Linked DNA regions of Mus musculus: region 2 is linked to region 1. A link is a contact called in public Hi-C data. All regions are on one chromosome and are shown on one strand. Each heading gives the region's core, a stretch centred on a gene start, on an enhancer-like site or on the middle of the called end of the contact. The rest is flanking DNA. Distances are from core to core; before and after follow the strand shown.

Region 1 (7,738 bases), core at 1,740-4,239:
AGGGGGAATGTTCTCCACAAACACTGCATGATGTTAGAAAGAAGAGGTTTGGCTTAACTTGGGGAAAAAAACCCATGAGAGTCAGGAATCATCTAAATATAAGAAAATCATGAAAATCTCTCAGGCGATACATGGGGACAGGGTCAGTTTAAACGGAGACACATCTTGTTTCTGGATGTGAGAGTTGAATAGGTAAAGACATGAAATCCCCACCAGACTGTACACTACACTCAGCCAGCTCAAAGAGAGCGAGAGGGTTCCACTTGGAAAGCTGGTTCTGACGCTGGCAGAATCATAAATACGGAGAGGTTGCCAAGAAAACACAGGAAATCATAGGGAATTCACTACTGCGCATAAATCAAAGTGTACAGCAATATTAATCAAAACAATTAGACACTGGCTGAGAACGCAGAGTACAATGGTAAGAGAGGCCGTCGATCGTGTGCAGCACAGAACAGCTAACTATGAATGGGGGCTTCAAATCGATATGAGGAATTCTCAGGAACCTGCTGGGGAATGAGAAAAGCTTAGATTCGCAGCAATCTCAGGAGCAAACCCCCAGTACACAAAATATCCAACTTTTAAACAGTAAGAATAGCAGACAAGAATACAAGAAGTCTGTTTTTAGCCACTCCACGAGGAAAGGCTTCCTAAACAGCAGACGAAATCCAAAACTCGTGAAAGAGAACATTGGCTGACTTAACCCAAGCACCTTCTAAACTTCAAAAGAACTGATAAAATCAAGAGAAGATGATGGACTAAGAAGAACCTGTGTCGTGATTACAGCCGGCTGTCCCTGACACTCTGTTGGTATCCAAAGAGGGTTTGTAACTTAAGAACTTTATTTTAAATTTCTAATGCAAGCACAAATAAATACAAAAAGTCATAAAAAGTATTATACATCAATTTTTATTAGAGGTTTTTAAAGTGCAAGACCAGAGAACCATATGAGACAATGCAACTGTCTGACTCCAGCCCGTGTTCACCCTAGTGTAGAAGCATGTTAAGTCTAAAAATAAAAGTGGCTTCAAGTTATGAGACAAGCATCCCCAGAACCAAAGAAAGGTCTCATTTTGCCACCTCCTGCTCCTGTGTCCTACAATCCTCTAAAACAATGGCTCATTCCCAAGGCTGTATGACTTCTCTGTGTGACCTCCCTCTGGCTCTAACTTTTCCTGGATTCTCCAAAATGTTATCAGAAGAACCCTCATGTCTGGCCTGTGTTTCTTCCTGGGCTCAGGGATGGCTTCAGCCAGCACCCTGGCAGCCATGTTCAGCACGGGTGTTAGACAATCCATGTCAGATAACCTCTTGGTTGAACCAGAGGCCAGACTCCATCATCTCAGCCTTCCATTCTGTCTCAACCCTTCTCCATGCCAACTACATAGAGGCATTTAGGCTCACATAGTCTGGACTCTGAACTGGGAGAATTTGGAGTCACTTTAGGAAGTGGTTTTTGTGTTCTGGTGACATTTTAGAGAAACCAGGGGAACTAGGGCACAAAGAGAGGTCACACAGAGGAGTCATACAGCCCTGGGAGTGATCCACCATCTTAGAGGATTTGGGACACAGGAGCCGGTGGTGGTCAGATGATGTGTTTATAGAGAGCCTTCTTCAGGTCTGTGGTTGTTCATCTCATAATTTGAAGCCTTACAACTGCAGGCCTGACTGAGGAGCCAAGAGCAGCAGACCACCTGTCTTATTCAGTGTCCTTCTCCTGACAGTCACAGAACAAGCAATGCTTCCCCAATGCTAAGCCACAGCATGAAAGCAAATCCCTGCCGGGCAGTGGTGGCACACGCCTTTAATCCCAGCACTTGGCAGAGGCAGGTGGATTTCTGAGTTCGAGGCCAGCCTGGTCTACAGAGTGAGTTCCAGGACAGCCAAGGCTACACAGAGAAACCCTGTCTCAAAAAACCTTAAAAAAAAAAAAAGAAAGAAAGAAAGAAAGCAAATCCACCCATAGTATACACACATACATGCAATCACCACAGTGCACACACACACACACATATATACATACATGGTGCACATACATACACTGTCCACAGTTCACACACACAGAATCCACACAGTATACACATATACACACACAGTCCACAATGCACACACACACATACATATACACATATTCCTCACAAAACACACACACACACATTCTACACAAGTCTGTTGCATGTCATTTCATGAATGTGCTGTGAGGTGGGGATTTATTACAGAAAACCTCAATATAGCAAAACTTTGGGCCTGAAATTTATAATCTCTTACCTAAGACCACACAGCAGGTGAATATGGCTTGAAAAGATTCTACAGCACACTCAGTTCGATCCTCTAGGGACACCATCAAGGGTTCTGGCCTTAGAGACTTATAGGGCATGGGGGTGGGGACATAGTTCAAAGGAATTCAGAGGCAAACCAACAACAGACAGTATTGATATCCCCAGAATCAGGACACAACCAGGGTGTCCTTGGCCTCCCAGAGTCCAGAGTAGTAGCTCTGAACAAGGACATTTCCAGGGTCTAAATGGGGGGCGGGGGGGGGGGGGCGGAGAGTCTGTGTGTGGCTCAAGACAATGCCTTTCATCCTGGGAGACACAGTACTGTCATGAGGCAGAAAGTGAGGTTGTAACGTACAACAAGAGTATGTTCACGTCTCTGCTCTGTGCTCAGCCCAAGGATAGCAGAGCAGCTCTTCAGGTCCCCAGAGATGTCACTCCCCCCGAAGTGCCTCGTCTCCTGGAGACGCTATGGAGTGGATTTCCATGTTTATAAGAGCATGAATTATTGAGGAGCACTCTGGAATTCTTGCATTCCATTTATACAAATCAATGAGCAGAGGGCTACCGTCAACCTTCGCTGCTTTATGGCTCATAAACACAGGGCAGCCATACAAAGCACACGTTGAGAACAATCCTATTCACGGTGGCGGTGAGCAGAGACAGACCTTTCATGGCGACTTAGAGTCCATGGAGAAGGACGGGGGCAGCTGTAGACTGAGTCTTTTAAGCTACACGTGGGAGATTTTCAAAGGCAGAGCCGAGCAAGAGGACAGAGTGATGAGTCCCAGGAGCCCCTCGCTGGAGTCAATACGGACCAGCATCTGCTCCTCTTGCTTCGTCTAACTGCTCCACTTCTCCCAAAACCACATGTTACGATAAATGAACTGAAGACCCCAGTAAAGGCGAACACACACGGATGGTAAATGCGAACGGTATAAAACTGACAGCAACGCTTAAATAAAATTTACTGCGGCGCTAATAAAGATTCCAGGAGGATTTTTTACACTGTCAAAATAAGCCATTTATTTAGGCAGAAAAGTGAACACATTAAAACTGCACGGAACCCTTTGAAAAAGAGGGCAGGCTTTATGAACTTGCATATTACATTATAAAGCCATAAAAGGCTCCATTAGGAATGGAGAAGCTTCTTTTTAAATAATCTCAGTATAAGGAAGGGCTTTTTAAGCCCATTATAAAAGCCAGAAACAATTAAGAAAAATATGAACCCATGTGGTCTCTGGAAAATTAAAAACTTACTCACTTATAAACCTAAAATAATTTCAAGATAACTATTGTAACAGGTGAGTTTGGTAAATTTACTGAGGATAAAGTTGATGTGCCAATAAATAAATCAACTCTATGTCTATTCAATCCCTATTCATTCCCAAGTGTCATACAAGGAGTCTGCCTACGTCACTGCATGATAAATAACAGCCCTTATCCTGGCTGAGGAGGCCAGATACAATTTCCATGTCCTTGTTATGTTCCACCTAGCCTCTCCCTCCCCGATGCCTATCACACCTGTTGCTCATGTTGTCTAAGATGGAGATCCCATTTCTCTGGGGGATTTGTCATATCTGCTTTTAATAATGCCATCTATCAAAAGGTTTATGTCTTTACCTGGTACATCTTGGGAAAGCCACCTCAGCTTTTCTGCAGTCTTATGACACTGAGTGCAGTGGTGGCGGTGGGTGCTCCCGAGATGCCCATCTGAGCTGAAGGACCCTGGCAGGGAGCCCCTCCCGTTCAGTTCTTGGCAAGAATCACTCCAATTGTTTTGAAGAGGTTCCGAGTGTTTGTTAGTTCATCTGATGACCAATGTGGTGGAGGGATTTGAATCTGGGCCCTGCTCAAATCTAGGGCACCCCTGAGGAGCTTTGCTGAGTTCTTCTCTCTCAAGGCAGACCCCAGCCCCTCACACCCATGCTCTCTAGCCCCATCACCCTGCCAGAGGCTGTGTCTCCAGGGCCCACCCACCGGGGATGCTGTCTGTAAAGACCTTCATATTGTCAGCTCTACAGTTCTTCCTTTTCGTGGTTGTTACATTTGTTAAATTCTCACAAATTTCTCTGTGCTCTCGTGATTATGTGAACATTAAATATTTATAGCTGGAGCATTAACCCATCAGGTATGAGATGTAAACCACGACTCTAACTTCATTTTTCTTCCCAAAGCCTGAGGTAAACGTCACAGAGACACTTATTGAGTAATCCATCCTTGGGCTGCTGATCTGAAATATCACCTTAATAACGGACTAAATTATTAAGGATGCTGGATTTCTTATGGACAACCTTATCTATTCATCTCACCTGTTGTTCTAGTAATGGGCTGGTCCACAGTATTTTAATATTGAAGCCTGCCACCCCATACTCTGACAGGGTGGGTCCCCCCCATTGCTCACTCTTTTAATAAGAGGACTCGTTGTGTTGTTATTTTAACTCTGATATCTTTATAGCCCTTGCTGAGCTTATGCATCTGGGTCTGAGCAAACAGAAGCTATGGGCAGCTGCTATGAAGAGCAGGTTTGTCGGTCTTGGGATGCTAGCACCCCACCAGCAGCCGGGGGCTAACACCTGCTTCCTAACCACATGCACACTGCAGGCATCCGCTGCTGAGCTGCTGACTTCTTGCAAGTCAACAGATCACACTGGCTCCCAAGATCTATCTCTCTCTCTCTCTCTCTCTCTCTCTCTCTATCTCTCTCTCTCTCTCTCTCTCTCTCTCTCCCTCCCTCCCTCCCTCCTCCCTCCCTCCCTCCCTCCCTCCATCTTCTTCTCTCTCTCCCTCTCCCAAGCCATCTAGAATCCATGCAACATCAGGGAATGGTTCTTGCTTCTCAACCAGGAGCTCTGACCCCATGTCTTGCAGGAGAGGCAGGACAAGGGATTGCAAGAAAACCTAGCATCTCTGGGTCTGGGGACTTGAAGGATTTAGTTCTCACCCTTCCTATTGCCATGAACCCTTAATTTTTTTTTATGTGGTGGTGACCCCCAACCATAAAAATTTGTTTTTGCTACTTCATAACTGTAATTTCTGCCACCGTTATGGGTCATAATGCAAATATCTGATAAACAGAGGGTCTTAGGTGACCCCTGTGAAAGGGTCATTTGACATCCACTCTCAAAGGGGTCACCACCACTGATCTAGATGAAGCTCCAGTCACCCTGTTCCAAATCTTGTCTATATGGTCAGCAAATGCCTCACACACCCTGTAAATCCTTGGCATATCATAGCCTGCTTCCTCAAGCCACCTGGCAGCCTGAAGAGTCACCCTCATTACTTAATTTTGTACCATGAGAGACTGACCTCACAGTTTGTAGAGGCTCATAGGTGAGTGCAGGTGGGAAGCTTATCCCATGCAGATACAGACACCAGGTCACTCTTACTCACCTGTCTGTCCCTCAGCCACCTCTGTCCCATCCTGCACCAGTTCTCAGTTGGCAAGTGTCATGGTCACAACTAGAGAGTGGCTAGTCACTCCACTGCCGCTTGTCTTCTTGACACAGAGGATGCACCTAGGGGTGAACACTGGGCCCATGCCAGGGCAGCCACAGGAAATTCCTCCTGACACCCGTGAGGAGATTAGCCCTAAGCTGTGGTCCTCATGAAAGCCATTGCAAGGCAGGCTCCACATTCGGGTAGCTCACTCCTGCACTGCCTCTTTTCCTGTCCCCAGCAGATGCTACTTACTGTTACTGTCCCAGAAGAGCATCCTGTGAGGAGCAGCCCAAACATTTTGGCCCAGGCTACTCTCACAGATGCAGTCCAACCATATGATGAAAGGGTGATGCTAACAATTAATCGCCAACTGAATACCCTAGAGGCCACCCAAAAAACCTCTGCCTTCCCAGTTGGTTCCCATGGCAGGAATGTCTCATCTCCCCTCTGCCAGCACAAACCTGCAGACCTCAGTGGCCTCACGTATTTACTACACACAGTTCAGAGACTGGAAGAGTTCGTGTCTGGTGATGGTAACTTCCTGGTGCATATGTGGCATCATGCTAGAAGGGCAAGGGTCCTTGGCTCTCCTTTGTAAGGACTGAATCCACCTAATCACTTCCCGAGAGCTAAACTTCCTAATATCTGTGTGTGTGGGGGGGGTGGGGGTAGTGAACACACAAATTCTGAGGAAAACCAAACACTGAGCCCATAGCAATAAGGACCTAGATATAAAGGAAATACCACAGTGTGATGAAATCCCATCCTCAGCCCAACACCCCTTCCTTGGAGTGTGGTCTGAGGCCTGGGTGCTTCTTGTTCTGTGTTCCTGACTCTCCATCCCTAACCACGGCTTCTGCCTCCTTCATTGGCCATGTATGTGTCTAAGATTAACTGAGGAAGATTGTGAGGCCTTCTAGCCTGAGAAGGGTGCTCAGGGCTCTCTGAGGGTCTCTGAGATGGTTGGTGGTTACAAAAATTCCCTAAAGGTGGCTCTCAGTCTTATTTTTCTGACAACGGATAGCATCATCTTGAGGCTCCAGTGTAACCAATGATAACAGATGCAGAGCTTCCCAGTCCTTTCCTGGGCCCTTAGAGATGCAAGTGACTCGGAGCAGAAGCCCACAATGGCTACTGAGACAGCAGAGGGGAGAGTGGGGCTGAGCTGACACCAGCTCCCTCTTCACAGGGACTCAGCCTACTGAATGGAGCCAAGACTATGTAAGGTCTTTTCCCTTGGGTTGTTCTCTGGGCCATAGCTTGCTCCTGGCAAGATTTGCTAAGATCTTGTGTCTGAAGACGTGTTTGGAAGTCCCAGGCCAAGCAGGAATGTTGTATTCTAAAGGGTAAAAGGGGAGGAGACAGAGGCGAGTCTCTTCATCAGCAGACAAACACAAGTGCTGGAAGCCCGGTAGCCAGAACCCCGCTGCACCTCCCAGGACATTGGATACCTGCTATGGGTTATTGGATACTGCTGTGGGCTGGATTTGAAATCTCACCCATAATCCTTGTGGATGAAAGGTGTGATTCCCAGTTTGTGGCACTATTGAGAAATGATAGAATCATAAGGACTCGAGCCTGATCAACAGATTAGCCTGTTGGTAAGGTCAGAGATGAGTGTTCTACTAGGAGGTGGGGCCAGGCGGAGGAAGCAGATCACTAAAAATGTATCTTTGATGAGTAAGTACGTAATGTTCCAGGTGCTTCCTTTCCGCTCCCTGCTTCCTGGCCACTACAACATGAGTGTCCTTCCTTCACTATCCCTTGCTAGATGACTCTGGAGTCAGCTGACTAGGGACTGAAAACTCTGAGGTGATGAGCCAGAGTCAGTGTGTTTTTTGCTGGGTGTGAATTGAGAGCTGGAATTGTGAAGGGAAAGAAGCCCACCCTTGTCTCACAGCTTTCACCCTAATGGGGAGGGGTGGAAATAGATAGGGACCTGGAAGCTATGTAACTCAAATAACCCAAGACTGAGTGGGAGACTAAGGAAACTGATCGTGAAACACTAAGTAGGGATGCAG
Region 2 (7,738 bases), core at 2,882-5,381, 150 kb before region 1:
GGTAGGGGTGCTTCCAGCCTCTGCTGCCCTCATGCTGCTCATGTACTGATAGGCTGCTCTTGCGGCTGTGTGGTGCATCCTCCTGCTGTGCTAGGCGGGTCCCTATCTCTCACATTGTCTGTCAGGAGTTCTCTCTGACCTGGGCTCTTATCTGTCCTTCTTAGCCACCGGCTAGGGAAGGACAAAGCTACTGGAAGAGGGAGGCTTAGTTCTCCATCCTTTCAGCCCAGTGACAGCTCCAGGGGCCTCTCCCATGGCTTCCTTGCTTCCAAAGTAGTTCTTTGCCAATGTTTTTTAAGCCTGGGTATTTCAGTGGCTTCCCAAGGCCTAACTAACCTTGTCAGAGTCCTCCCTGCCCCCAGCCCAGTGCTGTCTCCCATGCCTGCCTGCACTTCCCACTTGTGTTACTCACACTCCCTTTATGCACTCCTTCCAAACCAAAGCCCTGGGGACTACAGCCTCTTTTGGGTTGTTTTGTTTTGTTTTGTTTTATTTTTCTAAGAAGGGAAAAAATAAACTCAGTACAGACCAGGAAACCACAGTACACATCTCTGAATACGTTGTTACCTACACAACAAACTACTGAAACTCACGACAATGATCTGAAGTAATTACAATAGTGAATTCTGAAAAAAAAAAATCTCCAAGGTTCAAATGGGTATATTTCAAAATATGCCATCACCTGAAAAATTTTTCAGAATTTTTCTTAGGTTCCTAAATTATTATTAACTAAAATACCAAAAGAAATTAGTTCCTCAAATATTTTAAGTATTGATGACCCAATCAGAGCCATCAGTTAATGAGTATAGGAAATTCATGAGTAAGTCAATAACTTTTTTCTTTTTTTAACTTTTTTACTGATTCTTGTGAGTTTCGAATCATGTACCCCAGTCCCACTCATCTCCTCCCCAATACCCACCCTTCACCCTTGCAGCCTCCCCCAAAAATATAGCACACACACAAACAACAACAACAAGCATAGGAAACCTCTGATGGAAGCTGGAGTGTGTCACAGTGTGTCCCACAGTATGTCTCTCTGTCCACACATCTCCACTTGTAATGTCCATTGCAGTGAGTCAGTGGTCTCAGGAGAGCTGGTCTTGCCACTCATCTGCCATGAGATGATGTGGGGGTGGGCGTGATACCTGGTCCCTTTAGCCCCACACCATCTGCAGCAGTGGGGAGAGCTGACCCTGGGGTCGTGAGAGTAGGAGAGCTAGCCCTGCTCCCTCACTGGCCTTATCACTGGGGGAGGAGGGAATTAAGCTGAAACTTCCTTGGACTATACAGTGGAGATGGCCCTGATGACAAAGGCACCGGTGAGCCAGCTCCTCACAGGCTGCAGCACAAGAGTCGAGCCTTGACTGGGCAGCTCAGTAAGACCTCAAGGGCATGAGAACTGGAGAGCTCGCTTGGGTGGTGCGGATAAAGGAGAGTAAGTGGGCTGACCAGCTCAGCTGCTACCCAAGCCCAGATTGAGGCTCTGAATTCGCCCACCCCAAAATCTATATCACTTGCAATTGGTTGGGGTACATGAAAAGGCTAGCCCTACTGTTCTGAAGCTACAAGGTCTCCATGACGCAGGGCAACAGCAGGATAACCAGGAGGAGTCCTGATGAGTCAGTACTGATGGTGTCACAGAAGCCAGACAGCTCGGACTGTGGCCTCTTAGTAATAAGTCCATCACTGGTTCCCAAGGCTAAGCTACTGTCTCCATTCACACTAGTCAAGCAGGCAGTCGGGGCTGAGAACAAGGCATTTTCTAAGCCCAGCCTCCTCTGCCAGCTATCACTGAGTGCCACTGGTTTCTTGTCCTTCCTGCTCATCATACAAAATAGAAAAACCAGCTAGGGCTCTGTCTCCATCTGGATCTCTGTCCTGGACAGGACTTCTGTGGGCAAGGCTGCTTCATTACAATGGATCTCTGTTCTCCGGTATCCCTGGTACTGGATGGGCAGTAGCTGACCAACTCTAAAGGTTGGAAAAGTGGTCTTTACTCTAAACAGTGTTTAATTCCTTCCCCCAACAGCTGCCAGGCCGCAAGTATGCCCCTGGGTACAATGCCGAGGTGGGTGACAAGTGGATCTGGCTGAAGTGAAGGGTCCCCTCCGCCCAGCCGTGTCATAGCCATGGAGATGCCTGCTCTGCCCAACTCTGTGAACTCCAGAGCTTTCCAAGACAACAGGAAAAAAAGCAAATGATCAAGAAATTGCCAGAAAAAAAAAAAAATCTAACAAAAAGAGTCTGACCCACGCCTGGGCAGAGATGAAAGAATCAGCGTCCACTGAAAAGGTTCTGGAACCTTCTAGTGATGTTTTGGAATCATCTGGAGGAGAAACAAAGCAGAGCTGGTCTGCTGAAAGCCCAGCTCCCACTGGAAGCCCCGTGCCCCAGTGCTGTTCCCTTGAACCCTTCCAACTTGAAGAAATAAAGCCGGCTCTGTAGCCCCTCCTCCTGTGTCTGCGTGGCACACTTGTGCCTGGTGCCTAAGGATGCTCAGCCCTGCGCCCCCCACCCACCCACCCCTGCACTTTGGGTCTCTCACACACTGTTGAAGCGTCTTTTCTGAAGCATTTGTTCTTTTCTGAAGCACATTAGAGCAAAAGGGTGAAGAATGGCCACAGACTAGCAGAACCGAGTCTTAGAGCAGGCTCGCTTTCTCTTATCTCTGAAGAGCAAGCTGAGCATAGGGTGTGGGGTAGTACAGATGATGCTATCCAAAATGAGGGTGCCAGTCCCAGGTGAAAGAGCAGTGGCATCTTATTGTTCTCCTGCATGGGAACCTGGGGGGAGAGTCCTTAGGAGCGGGTGTCAATCTGAATTGCTGTCCTAAGCTGTGAGTTTGTACTGAGACCCCTGCTGTGGCTGCTCCAAGCACATGTAACTTGCATTTAACTTAATTAAAACTTAATGAAATTTAGCACTCAGTTCCCTGGTAGCACTGGGCTCCATTCAGGCACACACAGAACACTGTTGGAGAGCAGGTCAATATTAGGCAGTACAGAAGAGAACACTTTGATCTTCCAGAAAAGCTGGCCTTACTGCTGGGGCCACCTACCTGCCTGCGGCCCCTCCCCCTCCCCTTCTGAAATGGGCCAGCCCTGGGATTCTGTGGTTTGAGTAGCTTGTGAGCCCCCTGAGAAGGGTCAAAGAGAAAGAAAGCATCTTTATCTTGGCTCTGCGTGCTATCCCTGGCTGGGTGGCACTGCTGCCCCTGAAGGCCCACAGAACAGGCATGCAGCGTTGTGAGAAGTAGGTCCTGGGCCACAGTCCAGAGACCTCAGCCATGGTGGCTAGCACGTCAGGACAGAGTCAGGACACTCGGACCCTAAGAGTCCTTCCAAGTGCTTGTTTCTTCCCCTGATGACTCTACTCCCTGGGTGTAGTGTGACACTTGTGATTAGTGTTGCTACAGAAGTCCATCTGCCCATTTCCTGTGTTCACTCGGGCAAAAGAGGGTGAGTATTCTCCAGTCTCCAGGACTAAGCCCTGAGGACTGGTAAATACTCTGGTATGGCATTGATGCAGTCCCTCATCAGTCTCACCAGAGTCTCTACTGCCCTTTAGAGCTTGGATCAGAGCTGAAAGATAACCACACACTTTGAATAGCCCACATTGGCAGCCGCCTCTGCACTTTGAGGATCAGGAACAGGGCGCTGTTTTAACACTGGTTCTGTGTTTTCTGTTGACAGAGGAAGTCCTCATGGACTTAAGGCTCTCGTGGTTTCCTCCATCTTCAGTAGCGCTAGGCTCAGCCTGCAGCCTGGTGGCAGCTGGCATGCTCCCCAGGTATCTGACTGCTGCCAATTGCAACCCTCCACACAGCAGTGGTGCTACAGCAAATAGCCGTTCACCAGGCAAAGCAATTCAGTAAGGGCAGCATGTGACTAGGTGGCCACTTCAGGATGAAGAATACCAGAGGGTTCAAGGACCGGCAGTCAGGCTACACTTTGTAAGTGGGTGCCTGGCCAGTGCAACAGGAATGAACAATGTTCTCTTGCTTGACACGGGCCCCTCTTCTAAAGCCTGCTGGCTCCTAATTGCTTGGAAACATCCTGTGTTCTGTTTACCAAAACGGACTTCTGGATTGGCTGTGAGCAGTATGTGCTGGCGCCAAGGAGCCAGGCAGGCCTGCCCTGGGGCTGATGAGCAAGGTTAGCGCTGTAGCACCAGGCTACAAGGGCGTTGAAAGGAGACAGCTCAGAGCTGGGTGAATGGAGGAAAGAGCCTGAGGCACCCTGGCCTCTTCATCTAATATAAAGCCAGCCCTGAGGGCAGTGCTTCTGCCAGGACCTCAGCCCTCAGGTCCTTTCTTCCTGTTGGGTTTCTTTAGCGGGAAACTCATGTGAAAGGAAGCAAACCCAGGATTAGAAGATGACTGGAATTTGAGGGAAATTGCCCTTTTAAGCTGCAAGGCCCTGGACTTGTCCGGAGACCCAAGCTCTGAGTTTTGGTGTGTCCTGCTCTCTCTGGAATTCTCACCAGACACCCTAGGACCAGAGATTTGCAGTATAGGCTTACCGCAAGGGGTCTTCAAAGCAGTATAACAAAGCACCCAAAAGTGCTTGGCTTTTACTACATTTTTTAGTATCCTGACAGAATGTCAAACAAATCCTTTACACCTGCATTTTCCTAGAACGAGGTGGTGCCAGCAGCAGCAGGATCTTTTTCATGCTGTGCGGATTGAAAGCAGAGGGCCCCTGTCTTCCTGCCAAACTCAGTAGCCTCAGGGCAAAGCGAATGGACTTGCCCAGAGCCAGGGTATTCCAGGGGTGGGAGCATAGCCCAGTGGGCTGTGAATGAGGCTCAGCCAGCAGATCAATGGCAAGAAATGAAATGTGCCTCCTTGTAGCCAACCTGGGAGCCAGACTGAGACAAAGACACATACACACACACACACACACACACACACACACACTGGCTTCCTTCCTCACAGCCCCAGGGGGCACTGCCCAGCAGATGGTAAGATCCAAATGTGGGGATCCTCCATCTCAGACATCCCTAGCACTCCCTGCACCCTTCAGTCCTCTCCACAGCCTGAAGCAGGGAAGTGCAAGATCAGCTTCGAATTGAAGCTATCTGTGGGCCATGCTTTGCCTGCAGGAGGCACAGGGTGTCCACCTGGTTGGCATTCCCTGCATGCAGCCCCACAGATCTGCTTGGCTCCATCCTTCAGTCTGACCTTTAGAGGCTCTGGTTGTTCGGAGAACAACGGAGCAGTGGAGAGGTGAGGGGTGAGGCAGAGCTAGAGAAAGCCTCATGGTGGGTAAGAGCTGGCCAATGTAATAAACTGCGCTGGCTTGAAGGACCCTCTAGCCTGGAAATGGATGCAGGTGTATTTATACAGGAAATGGGTCACGGCTGGTAGGGGCCTGCAGGTATGGCCAGATGTGTGCACCTGCTCTTAATCACTTCATCCTACAAGTCCTCCATCAAAACAGTTACTTTTGACAAGGGTCATTGTGTTATCAACCTGTTAATCCACTGGCTGGTTCAGTTCCAACTTTCTCAGTGACTGGGCTGGAGAGAGTGGCTGTCCCCAGACCCTGTTACTGATGAAACCCAGGTAATGAAAGGACTCTTCCTTTGTGAGAGTGGGAGAGAAGCCTTACTGATCACCTTACGTCACAGACAACCTTCAGGCCCTGAGCTCACTCCTGTCACAAGACAGGAGTAATCCATTGAGGAACTGTAGCCACAAAAAGAAGGAAGCCCCAGCATTCTTAGATACCCCCCAGCACACAGAGGTCCTGTGTGATTTATGTAGAGAGCCGAATGTGGATATGCTGTCTGCGCTGTGCTCTGTACGCTGTGCCTTGGGAGGGACTGGGAGTCACTCCTGATATCCCTGGCTCCTTAGCACTCACATATCTTATATCTGAACTCTTAAGAGTTGTCAGTGGGAGGTTAAAAGGTACCCATCAGCCGATACCCTATCAGCCATGGTGCCTGAGCACAGGGCTCCCACCTAGGGCCATTCTCCAGAGTCTGTATTTTGTTGGTAGTGGTGATAGGTTGGTTTATTTGTTGGTTGGTTTGTTTTTTCGAGGCAAGGTTTCCCTGTGTGGCCTTGGCTATCCTGGAACTCATTCTATAGACCAGGCTATCCTCAAACCCAGAGATCCAACTGCCTCTGCCTCCCCTTAGTGCTGGGATCAAAGGCATGGACCACCACCATTTCAGATTCATTTTTTTTAAAGGCCACATGAGTCATATTGCCACTCTGGGAGGTGACAATAGCTGCGACTAAGGATGAGCAGCCATTGTCCAAACAATACGCTCTGGCTACTGCCCAGTGGGAAGTGTCTCTCTGCAGCGTGGGTATCCTGCTGGAGCTCAGCCCTTGAATCCATCTCTTCAGGGGCTCTTGCTTTCGCACAGCATGCAGAGTCCTAAGACCTATGAGCCACCCAGTCTTGAGGACAGACCCTGAGGAGGTCTAGATGTCCTGGCTGCTTAACCTGGAGATGGTCTCTGGGCAAAGAGAATCTCAAGGTCCATACAATAAATTGGCCCTTGATACTCTGTTTTCCCACATCCCTGTATCTCATGTGGAACACACCTCTGCCCTCAGGATTCCCCATGCAGCTGCTACCCAGATACCAGCTGCCTATTGTCAAGTCTCTGCAGCTCTGGGGTGCCTTGTGGCCCCAAGGTGACCCTGGTCACCCCTAATGTCAGTGTTCCCTAAGACCAGAAGCCACCCCCTTTTGCTAGTCTCCTTGGCCTAAAGTGAGTCTTTTGGCAGGGCTGGTTGGGAACCAGCAGCTGTTGAGGAGAAGGGACCATCTGGGAGAAGGGCAAGCTGGCTCAGGGAACCCTGGACAATAGTAGGGGAAATTACAGGAAATAGGAAGAAATGGCAGATCCGGGCTCTATTTCCAAGCTGCCAAGCTTTTTGAATATACATATAACAGGTATAATTACTTCTCTTCCTTTAAACACTTCCAGATCATCTTTTTCCTTTTTATAAACTGGCCAGCATCCCACCCTCTTGTCAGCAGTACTCAGGCCTCCTCTCCAGCCTTGGGGGCTCCCAGAAGCATCCAGACAGGGCCCGTGGGAAGCCAAGAGAACAGAGCCTTAGGATTGCTACAACTATAGATGCTTCTGGCATGTGCTGGGCTGGCAGAGCTACTGTCCTTCCCAGCTACCTCCAGGGAAGACCTGGCACTTGTCTCCAGGCCACCATGTAGTTGCTATGGTTGTGTGCCTATAGGTGTTTCAGGTTGAAGGCATCTGAAAAGTGTGGTTTTCTAGGTATCCATGTCTTAGTGAAAGGGACCAGAGTGCTGATCGTCTCCTCTGAGTCCAGCTTTGACCTGCGAAGCCTTACGGACCGGGCAGTATCACCAGTCTGGCGATCAAGTGATCAGGACGTAGGCCAGGCAAGAGGGACTCTTGAGTCCCACCTACCGCTGTCCATCTGTTCAGACGCCCAGTCTAAGTCTCTTCATTGATTAAGCATGCACATAACCAGACAGAAAGGCATGGGATGAAATGACCTACCTGAGGTCCCAATGTTACTGGTCTTGGGCTTCCCGGCTTCCTGACTGCAGGTGCAATGTGAACGGTGGCCCCAAGCTGTTGCCAGCACACCTTCCCCGCCGTGACAAGCTGTACTGGAACTGGAGCCAGAGAAAACCCTTCCTCTTTGGCTTAGTTTTATTTTTTTAATCAAAAGAACAAGAAAAGCAGCCAATACAACAACTCTGGGTATTTCCTATTTTACTTGGCA

Evidence for each region. Hi-C and Micro-C count contacts between places; a contact is called where the count stands out from the background.
Region 2: a Hi-C map of uterus shows a contact between it and region 1, with 3 times the contacts expected there. The contact joins two enhancer-like sites. A contact is called at or near these places in 3 of 484 Hi-C or Micro-C datasets (nephron progenitors and uterus) and 1 of 115 datasets of contacts at active chromatin or transcription factors (heart atrium).

The regions. Positions count from the first base shown.
Region 1 is chr1:92,281,447-92,289,184 of GRCm38.p6, reverse strand. No RefSeq gene overlaps it. Among named protein-coding and RNA genes, the nearest start is that of Gm35992, 94 kb to the left of the region's middle. Within about 2 kb of position 2,989, at least 12 of the 459 cell types and tissues checked have an H3K27ac peak or open chromatin away from gene starts, as enhancers often do. A contact at or near this core is called in uterus, where this site is marked.
Region 2 is chr1:92,434,199-92,441,936 of GRCm38.p6, reverse strand. Ndufa10 (NADH:ubiquinone oxidoreductase subunit A10) reads left to right here. Exons shown (of 10, transcript NM_024197.1): 10 at 2,030-2,229. The coding sequence ends at 2,098. Among named protein-coding and RNA genes, the nearest start is that of Mir6900, 26 kb to the left of the region's middle. Within about 2 kb of position 4,131, at least 105 of the 459 cell types and tissues checked have an H3K27ac peak or open chromatin away from gene starts, as enhancers often do. A contact at or near this core is called in uterus, where this site is marked.